Linked DNA regions of Sus scrofa: region 2 is linked to region 1. A link is a contact called in public HiChIP or PLAC-seq data. All regions are on one chromosome and are shown on one strand. The core of a region is the stretch at or near the end of the contact, and the rest is flanking DNA. Distances in the headings are between cores, read along the strand shown. Region 1 holds the start of KATNBL1 (chromosome 15 open reading frame 29). Region 2 holds the start of CHRM5 (muscarinic acetylcholine receptor M5).

The links. HiChIP or PLAC-seq counts read pairs in DNA pulled down with a chosen protein or histone mark.
Region 2: an H3K27ac HiChIP or PLAC-seq map of alveolar macrophages shows a contact between it and region 1. The contact joins the promoter of CHRM5 here to the promoter of KATNBL1 in region 1. A contact is called at or near these places in 14 of 47 Hi-C or Micro-C datasets (alveolar macrophages, blood, embryonic fibroblasts and 9 more) and 2 of 2 datasets of contacts at active chromatin or transcription factors (alveolar macrophages and skeletal muscle).

Annotation. Positions count from the first base shown.
Region 1 is chr7:80,285,729-80,289,840 of Sscrofa11.1, reverse strand. It overlaps KATNBL1 (chromosome 15 open reading frame 29), which reads right to left and starts at 1,852. Exons shown (of 10, transcript NM_001190181.1): 1 at 1,635-1,852.
Region 2 is chr7:80,427,315-80,431,426 of Sscrofa11.1, reverse strand. It overlaps CHRM5 (muscarinic acetylcholine receptor M5), which reads left to right and starts at 2,240. Exons shown (of 3, transcript XM_021099908.1): 1 at 2,240-2,764; 2 at 2,767-3,969; 3 at 3,972-4,112. The coding sequence starts at 2,464. The coding sequence ends at 4,060.

The DNA.
Region 1 (4,112 bases), core at 603-3,102:
ACGTACACCACAGCTCAAGGCAAGAGCAGCGGATCCTTAACCCATTGAGTGAGGCAAGGGATCGAACCGGCATCTTCATGGATGCTAGTCAGATGCATTTCCACTGAGCCACAACAGGCACTCCATTGATGAATGAAATTTAAATGCTCTGCTGTAAATTAAGCATAAACTGCTGATTTCTCAGGAAGTGATTTTGCTTTTGAACCTTATTTCTTGTCATGGAGTTATTAATCTTTTCCAAGTACAAGTTTTTTAAGTTTTCAGAAAGGAACAATATATAAGGGTATATTTTAAGAAATACAAAAGTTTCAAACTGTACACTTTTAGGATATGATACACAGGAATTAAAACTATAAATTACAACACAAACAGGAACTTTACAAACTCTATCTTAAAATATCAAATGGGTTTTTTTTGCTCAATGCACAAAACTTAATTATGTCAGCAAGAGCAGAGAACTCGATTTGGTAACGTATGCATGTGTACACCAAGGCATGTATATTATCTCCCCAGTTGAGAGAAGTAAATGAAATGAAAGTGCTCTGTAAACTAAAAAGAGCCACCTATAAAGGAGGCAGTAGAGAAACATAGTTAAAAGGTGGAGCCAACCCAGCTTTGGTACCAATTACATCTTATACAAGTTACTTAACTTCTCTGTGCCTCAGTTTCCTCCTAGTCAAAGTGGGAATAATAACAGCATCTGTCCCAAAGCAAAGCTCTCAAAGTGCTTAGCATATACAAAGCACGAAATAAATATCAGCCATTCTTATCACTACAGCGCTAGTTATTAGCCAAGCAAAAGTATTAAGTCCTGAATCAAGTCTGAAACTGGTTAAAAAACAAACAAGAAGGATAAACTACACAAATTTAAGCTATTAGGTGGACTATTTTTTTTTCATAATTTTTGCCAATGCTAAGCTGGTGATTATTACAGACCTAATTTCTGTTACAGTTTTTTTTTTCTTTAATCTGCAGAGAAACCGACATAGACACCTCTGTTTTCAAGGAATTTTACAAGCCAGAAGAAACAAATCAACTCTTTGTTATCTCCACATTTAAGCCAATTTAAGAGCGTGGTAAAAGCCTAGGTACTGTTACAGATCAACTTTTCAGAAAATACAATGAGGTTTTTAAGGTTGCAATCAGCAATTCTTATGCAGTTATGTCAAGTTTTTGTCCTGCTACACAAAAGCTTATGTGTCAGGGAAGCAAGCACCCGACAGAAAATAAGGAAATACCAAGGCCGGGCCTGGGCGGCTCTCGGGAAAACCTGTCCTCAAACAGAGCGCCCCAGACGCGCAGCGTCCTTCCCCCTCCCCGGGGTGCACCAGTCGGCTCCACCCGAGGATAAGTGACAGCAGGTTCCGTCCACGCCTCTCCCGGCGGACCCCTCGCCCACCCGGGTGGCCTCCAGCGCTCGCTGCGGCGACCGTCCTCGCCGCGGCCAGACAGGGGCTCCACCCGGACCTCGCCGCCCAGACCCCCGACCCGGGCGGCCCCGCCACGGGCCGGGGTAAGCGGAGGCCGCCGCGGGGCCTGCAGGTGGGGTAGGGCGCGGTCAGGCCCGAGGAGAAGCCCGGCCTCGGCAGGGCAGTTTCGGGCACGGGGCTGGCGCAGGCCAGGTTGTCACTTACCGGCGCCTCATGGTACCGCGGCGCCTCCGCGCAGCCCCGGCGCCAGCCGACTGCGCCCGGACTATCTCTCGGCTCCCGGCCGAGTCCCACTCAGGGCCATTCAAACGCGGCCGCGCGCGGGGCCCGCCGGGATAGCTCCCCCGAGGGCGTCTCGGAGGCTCCTCCCAGCGGGGCTCTCAGGTTGCGTAGGACTGGAGGGAGGGGAAAGAGGGCGCGGGGGCATAGTGCCCCCTGGCGGCCACGGGTACGCACGGCAGTCTTGCGGCAAGTACTGCTTTAGGGACTGAGGGTGGGTCAGAGTCAAAGAATAACTTTGCGCTAGTGCCAGTCTGGCGGGAGAGACTGTGCTTTAAGTGTTGTACATTAAGTGCAAACAATCTGCTATAAAAACATGGTGCAGGAGTTCCCTTCGTGGCACAGTGGTTAACGAATTCGACTAGGAACCATGAGGTTGCGGGTTCCATCCCTGGCCTTGCTCAGTGGGTTAACGATCCGGCGTTGCCATGAGCTGTGGTGTAGGTCTCAGACGCGGCTCGGATCTGGTGTTGCTGTGGCTTTGGCGTAGGCTGGCGGTTACAGCTTCGATTAGACCCCTAGCCTGGGAACCTCCATATGCCACGGGAGCGGCCCAAGAAAAGGCAAAAAGACCAAAAAAATAAAATAAAATAAATATGGTTCAGGGATGGAGCTTCCCTGGTGCCGCAGTGGAAATGAATCCGACTAGGAAGTGAGGTTGCCGGTCGATCTTTGGCCTCGCTCAGCGAGTTAAGGATCCTGCGTTGCTGTGAGCTGCAGTGTAGGTCGCAGACGCGGCTCCGAACTGGTGTTGCTGTGGCTGTGGCATAAGCTGGCGGCTACTGCTCCCATTGGACCCCTAGCCTGGGAACCTCCATATGCTGTGGGTGCGGCCCTAAAAAGACAAAAAAAAGGGAGAGGTTTATTCATCATTCCCGTTCAATTGCACTAAGGAACGTATTTAAAACAGACTCCAGAGCTTTGTGACCTTGTGCAAGTCATATAAACTCTTGTGTGCTTTGGTTTCCCCATCTTAAAATGGGGATGATAACAGTATTTGCTTCATAGATGATAGGATTACATGAGTTAATACATAGGAAATTCTTAGAGGAATGTGTCTGGCACATGGTAAGCTATATTTTTAGCTATTACTTTTTTAGTTCCTAATATATGCCAGACTCTGTACTGGACTCTTTTTTTTTTTTTTTTTTGGCTTTTGTCTTTTTGTTGTTGTTGCTATTTCTTGGGCCGCTCCCGCGACACATGGAGGTTCCCAGGCTAGGGGGTCGAATCGGAGCTGTAGCCACCGGCGTACGCCAGAGCCACAGCAACGCGGGATCCGAGCCGCGTCTGCAACCTACACCACAGCTCATGGCAACGCCGGATCGTTAACCCACTGAGCAAGGACAGGGACCGAACCCGCCACCTCATGATTCCTAGTCGGATTCGTTAACCACTGCGCCACGACGGGAACTCCTGTACTGGACTCTTAAGAACACAAATATGTATGAGGTAGACCCTGTCCCCAGGAAGCAGACTCAGTCACTTTGGGATGAGCTACACTAGCCTGTGAGATTAGGGTTGGATCTGTCCCTTATATGCTTTTAATTATCTTCATCTTAGTGCAGACAGAGTTTATCCATCTTCAAAGGCAAGCTACTGGTCAAGGTTAACCAAACTGTGTCAAGAACAAATTTGTCTTTGGTGAGACTCTCATCCCTTGGAGAAGACAATGGAGTAGTGCCTTTAATGGGGCAGTTTTTCACTGCAAGACTCTAATTCCTTGACTCATTTCCCTAAGCACACCTTTCAGAACTCCCCAGGGCTGCCTAAAGAGCAGGTCATTTAAGTTGGATTCAACATATTTTTGAGGGCCCACCATGTGCCAGGCTGACATTGTACCAGGCGGAGCTGACAGTGACTTGGACAAACAGGGAAAGAGATCATTCCAATACATTGTAGTGAATGAAATGAGAAAAATGTATATCCTAGAGGCCATGGGAGCTCAGACCAATGGGAGGCCTGGCATATAAACTAATCAGAACTAAAATATTATTAGGTCATAATAATAATGTATCCTCCCTTGTAAAAAGCTCCTTAAAACAAAAAAATTAAATGGTGAACATTTCAGGCACAGCTTTAGGTTGATGGGAGAAGTGTTTTTATGTCTTGCATAAGCATTGCCTCTGAGGGCCTCAAAGATTGTGCGAAGCACAAGCAGGCACATGCCCTGTTTTGGGCCATGCCTGGTAACAGGTGGGACTTTTGGGAGAGGCCAGCAGGGTGAGTGAGTAGGAGCAGGAGCCCTGGGTTCTTGGAGTGTGCAACATAGAACATTCCCTGAGTATGACTTCCACTAAGTGGGTGTGCACTTTTAAAGAAAACAAAAACTCAACGCATTGGTGAAGTCACTTCCTCTCAAGCTCCTTCTTCATCACTATCATCATGAACAGGAATTTCCTG
Region 2 (4,112 bases), core at 991-3,490, 140 kb before region 1:
GGACCTGAAAAAACAAAAGAAAACCCCACATTTTTGTGACACTGCAAATAGCTCCAAAATGATGGGAGGATCATCATCTTCAGCAGCTGGGACAAATTTTGCACCAGGTCCGCAAAGGAATCAGGTCTGCAAAGGAACCAGGTCCGCAAAGGAAGTTTGTGCATTAAGTCAAGGAGAAATGGTATAATATGGTCTTGGCCCACAACAGTGCCTCATTCATGTTTAATAATTTAATATTTAATTAAAATAAATTTTTTTGGTCTTTTCTAAGGCTGCACTCAAGGCATATGGAGGTTCCCAGGCTAGGGATCTTATCAAGGCTGTAGCCGCTGGCCTATGTCACAGCAACAGATCCGAGCCACAGCTCAGAGCAACGATGGATCCTTAACCCACAGAGCGAGGCCAGGGATCGAACCCACAACCTCATGGTTCCTAGTCAGATTTGTTAACCACTGTGCCACAACAGGAACTCCTAATTAAACAAATAATGTTTAATAATTTGATTATAAAGTAGATATGTGTCTTTTTCCCTAGTGCAGGAGAGAATATGTTCTCATCATCAGGAGCTTAAAAAAAGAGTTTGCTCTCAAAGCCATTGCTGTCTAAGGTAACAACGTCACCTGCTTTCCCCCTTTACTGCTCCCCAACAATCCTTTTTTTTTTTTTTTTCTTTTCAGTTTGCCCTCCTCATCTTCCCAGACTGTGTAAAAAATTGCCCATAGGGAGTTCCCATTGCAGCTCAACAGTAGTGAACCGGACTAGCATCCATAAGTATGTGGGTTTGATCCCTGGCCTCCTTCAGTGGTTAAGGCTCCAGCGTTGCTGTGAGCTGCTCTCTAGGTCAAAGATGCACTTCAGATCTAGTGTTGCTGTGGCTGCAGCGTAGGCTAACAGCTGTAGCTCTGATTGGATCCCCAACCTGGGAACGTCCACATTAGGCTCTAAAAAGAAAAAAATGCCCATAGGAACCACAAGAGGGCAGCAGCCTCATAACAGGAAAGGCTCTTGTACATCGGTAATCATAAAAAGCAAAGGGATGATGCCTATATGAAACTGTAATCAAAGCTTTAGATATTTTAGCATCTCGCTCTGAAAAGGTGTGGGACATTTAATGTTCTTTTAGAAATTATAAACAATGAGTGGAGGTGCTGGGAAAACTAGACAGCTACATGTAAAAGAATAAAATTAGAACACTTCCTAACACCATACACAAAAATAAACTCAGAATGGATTAAAGACCTAAATATAAGACTGCTACTATAATACTCTTAGAGGAAAACATAGGCTGAACACTCTCTAACAAACCACAGAAATATCTTCTCAGATCTACCTCCTAGAGTAATGACAACAAAAACAAAAATAAACAAATGGGACCGAATTAAATTTAAACGTTTTTGCACAGCAGAGAAAAGCATAAACAAAATGAAAAGACAACCCACATATTGGGAGAAAATATTCGCAAATGAAACAACTGACAAGGGATTAATCTCCAAAATATATAAACACCTGCTCCTCAATACCAAAAAACAAACAACCCCACAAAAAATGGCAGAAGATCTTAACAGACAATTCTCCAAAGATGTAAAGGTCAAAAAAGACATGAAAAGATGTTCAACATCACTAATTATTAGAGAAATGCAAATAAAAAATACTATAAGGTACTACCTTACACTAACCAGACTGACCATCATCAAAAAAGTCTGAAAACAATAAATGCTAGAGAGGATATGGAGAAAAGGAAACCCTATTACACTGTTGGTGGGAATGTAAATTGGTGCAACCACTATGGAAAACAGCATGGAGGTTCCTCAGATAACTAAATACAGAATTGCCATTTGATCAAGCAATCCCACTCTTAGGCATCTATCCAGAGAAAACCATGACTTGAAAAGATACATGTACTCCAATATTCATTGCAGTACTATATACAATAGCCAAGACATGGGAGCAACCTAAATGTCCATTGACAGAGGAGTGGATCAAGAAGTTGTGGTACATATACACAATGGAATATTACTCAGCCATAAAAAGGAATGAAATAAGGGTATTTGCAGTGACGTGGATGAATTTAGAAATTATCATGCTAAGTGAAGTTAGTCAGACAATGAGACCCCAACATCATATGCTATCATTTATATGTGGAATCTAAAAAAGGATACAATGGACTTAGCAGAACATAAACTGACTCACAGACTGGAAAAATGTATGGTTTCCAAAGGAGACAGGTTGCAGGGGGGTGGGGATGGAAATGCTGTAAAATTGGGTTGTGATCATCATTGTACAACTATAAATGTAATGAAATTCATTCAGTTTAAAAAAAAACAATGAGTGGAAAATAAATGTAAGCTGGTGAGTAGAACTAATGTATTTCTCTCTCTTCCAGAACCTGGCCGAAGGAGGCAAGATAGAAAAGAGAACAGCCTAGAATCTAAGCCTTCTCCTAATGTAAACTCTTGCACCAGGATGGAAGGGGACTCTTACCACAATGCAACCACCATCAATGGCACCCCCGTGAATCACCAACCTTTGGAACGCCATGGGTTGTGGGAAGTGATCACCATCGCAGCTGTGACGGCTGTGGTGAGCCTGATCACCATTGTGGGCAATGTCTTAGTCATGATCTCCTTCAAAGTCAACAGCCAGCTGAAGACAGTTAACAACTATTATCTGCTCAGCTTAGCCTGTGCAGATCTCATCATTGGGATCTTCTCCATGAACCTCTACACGACATACATCCTCATGGGACGCTGGGCTCTCGGAAGTCTGGCTGTGACCTTTGGCTTGCACTGGACTACGTGGCCAGCAATGCTTCTGTCATGAACCTTCTGGTGATCAGTTTTGACCGTTACTTTTCTATCACAAGACCGCTGACGTATCGGGCCAAGCGTACCCCAAAGAGGGCTGGCATCATGATTGGCTTGGCATGGCTGATCTCCTTCATCCTCTGGGCCCCAGCGATCCTCTGCTGGCAGTACTTGGTTGGGGAACGAACGGTACCACCAGATGAGTGCCAGATCCAGTTCCTGTCTGAGCCCACCATCACTTTCGGCACGGCCATTGCTGCCTTCTACATCCCTGTTTCCGTCATGACAATCCTCTACTGCCGAATCTACCGGGAAACAGAGAAGCGAACCAAGGACCTGGCTGATCTCCAGGGCTCTGACTCAGTGGCTGAAGTGGAGAAGAGCAAGCCAGCTCACAAGGTGCTGCTCAGGTCCTGCTTTAGCTGCCCTCGGCCCCCACTGGCCCAGAGGGAAAGGAACCAAGCCTCTTGGTCATCCTCCCGCAGGAGCACTTCCACCCCTGGGAAGCCCTCCCAAGCCTCTTGCCCGAGCACTGAGTGGGCCAAAGCCGAGCAGCTAACCACCTGTAGCAGCTACCCCTCCTCAGAAGACGAGGACAAGCCCACCACTGCCCCTGTCTTCCAAGTGGTCTACAAGAGCCAGGCCAAGGAAAGCCCGAGGGAAAAATTCAGTGCTGAAGAGACCAAGGAAACTCTTGCGAACGCTCAAACTGAAAAAAATGACTATGACACCCCCAAATACTTCCTGTCTCCAGCTTCGGCTCAGCGACCCAAGAGTCAGAAATGTGTGGCCTATAAGTTCCGGTTGGTAGTAAAAGCTGATGGGACCCCAGACACCAACAACGGATGTCACAAGGTGAAAATCATGCCCTGCTCCTTCCCAGTGTCCAAGGACCCTTCAACCAAGGGCCTCGATCCCAGCCTCAGCCATCAGATGACCAAACGAAAGAGGATGGTCCTCGTCAAAGAGCGGAAAGCAGCCCAGACCTTGAGTGCCATTCTCCTGGCTTTCATTATCACGTGGACCCCTTACAATATCATGGTCCTGGTTTCCACCTTCTGTGACAAGTGTGTCCCAGTCTCTCTGTGGCACTTGGGCTACTGGTTGTGCTACGTCAATAGCACTGTCAACCCCATCTGCTATGCCCTCTGCAACAGAACCTTCAGGAAACCTTTAAGATGCTGCTTCTCTGCCGATGGAAAAAGAAAAAAGTGGAAGAGAAGTTGTACTGGCAGGGGAACAGCAAGCTCCCCTGAAGAGTAACAATTCCCCTCAAAGAATAAAGAGGTCTACTGCCTCTTAGGAGGA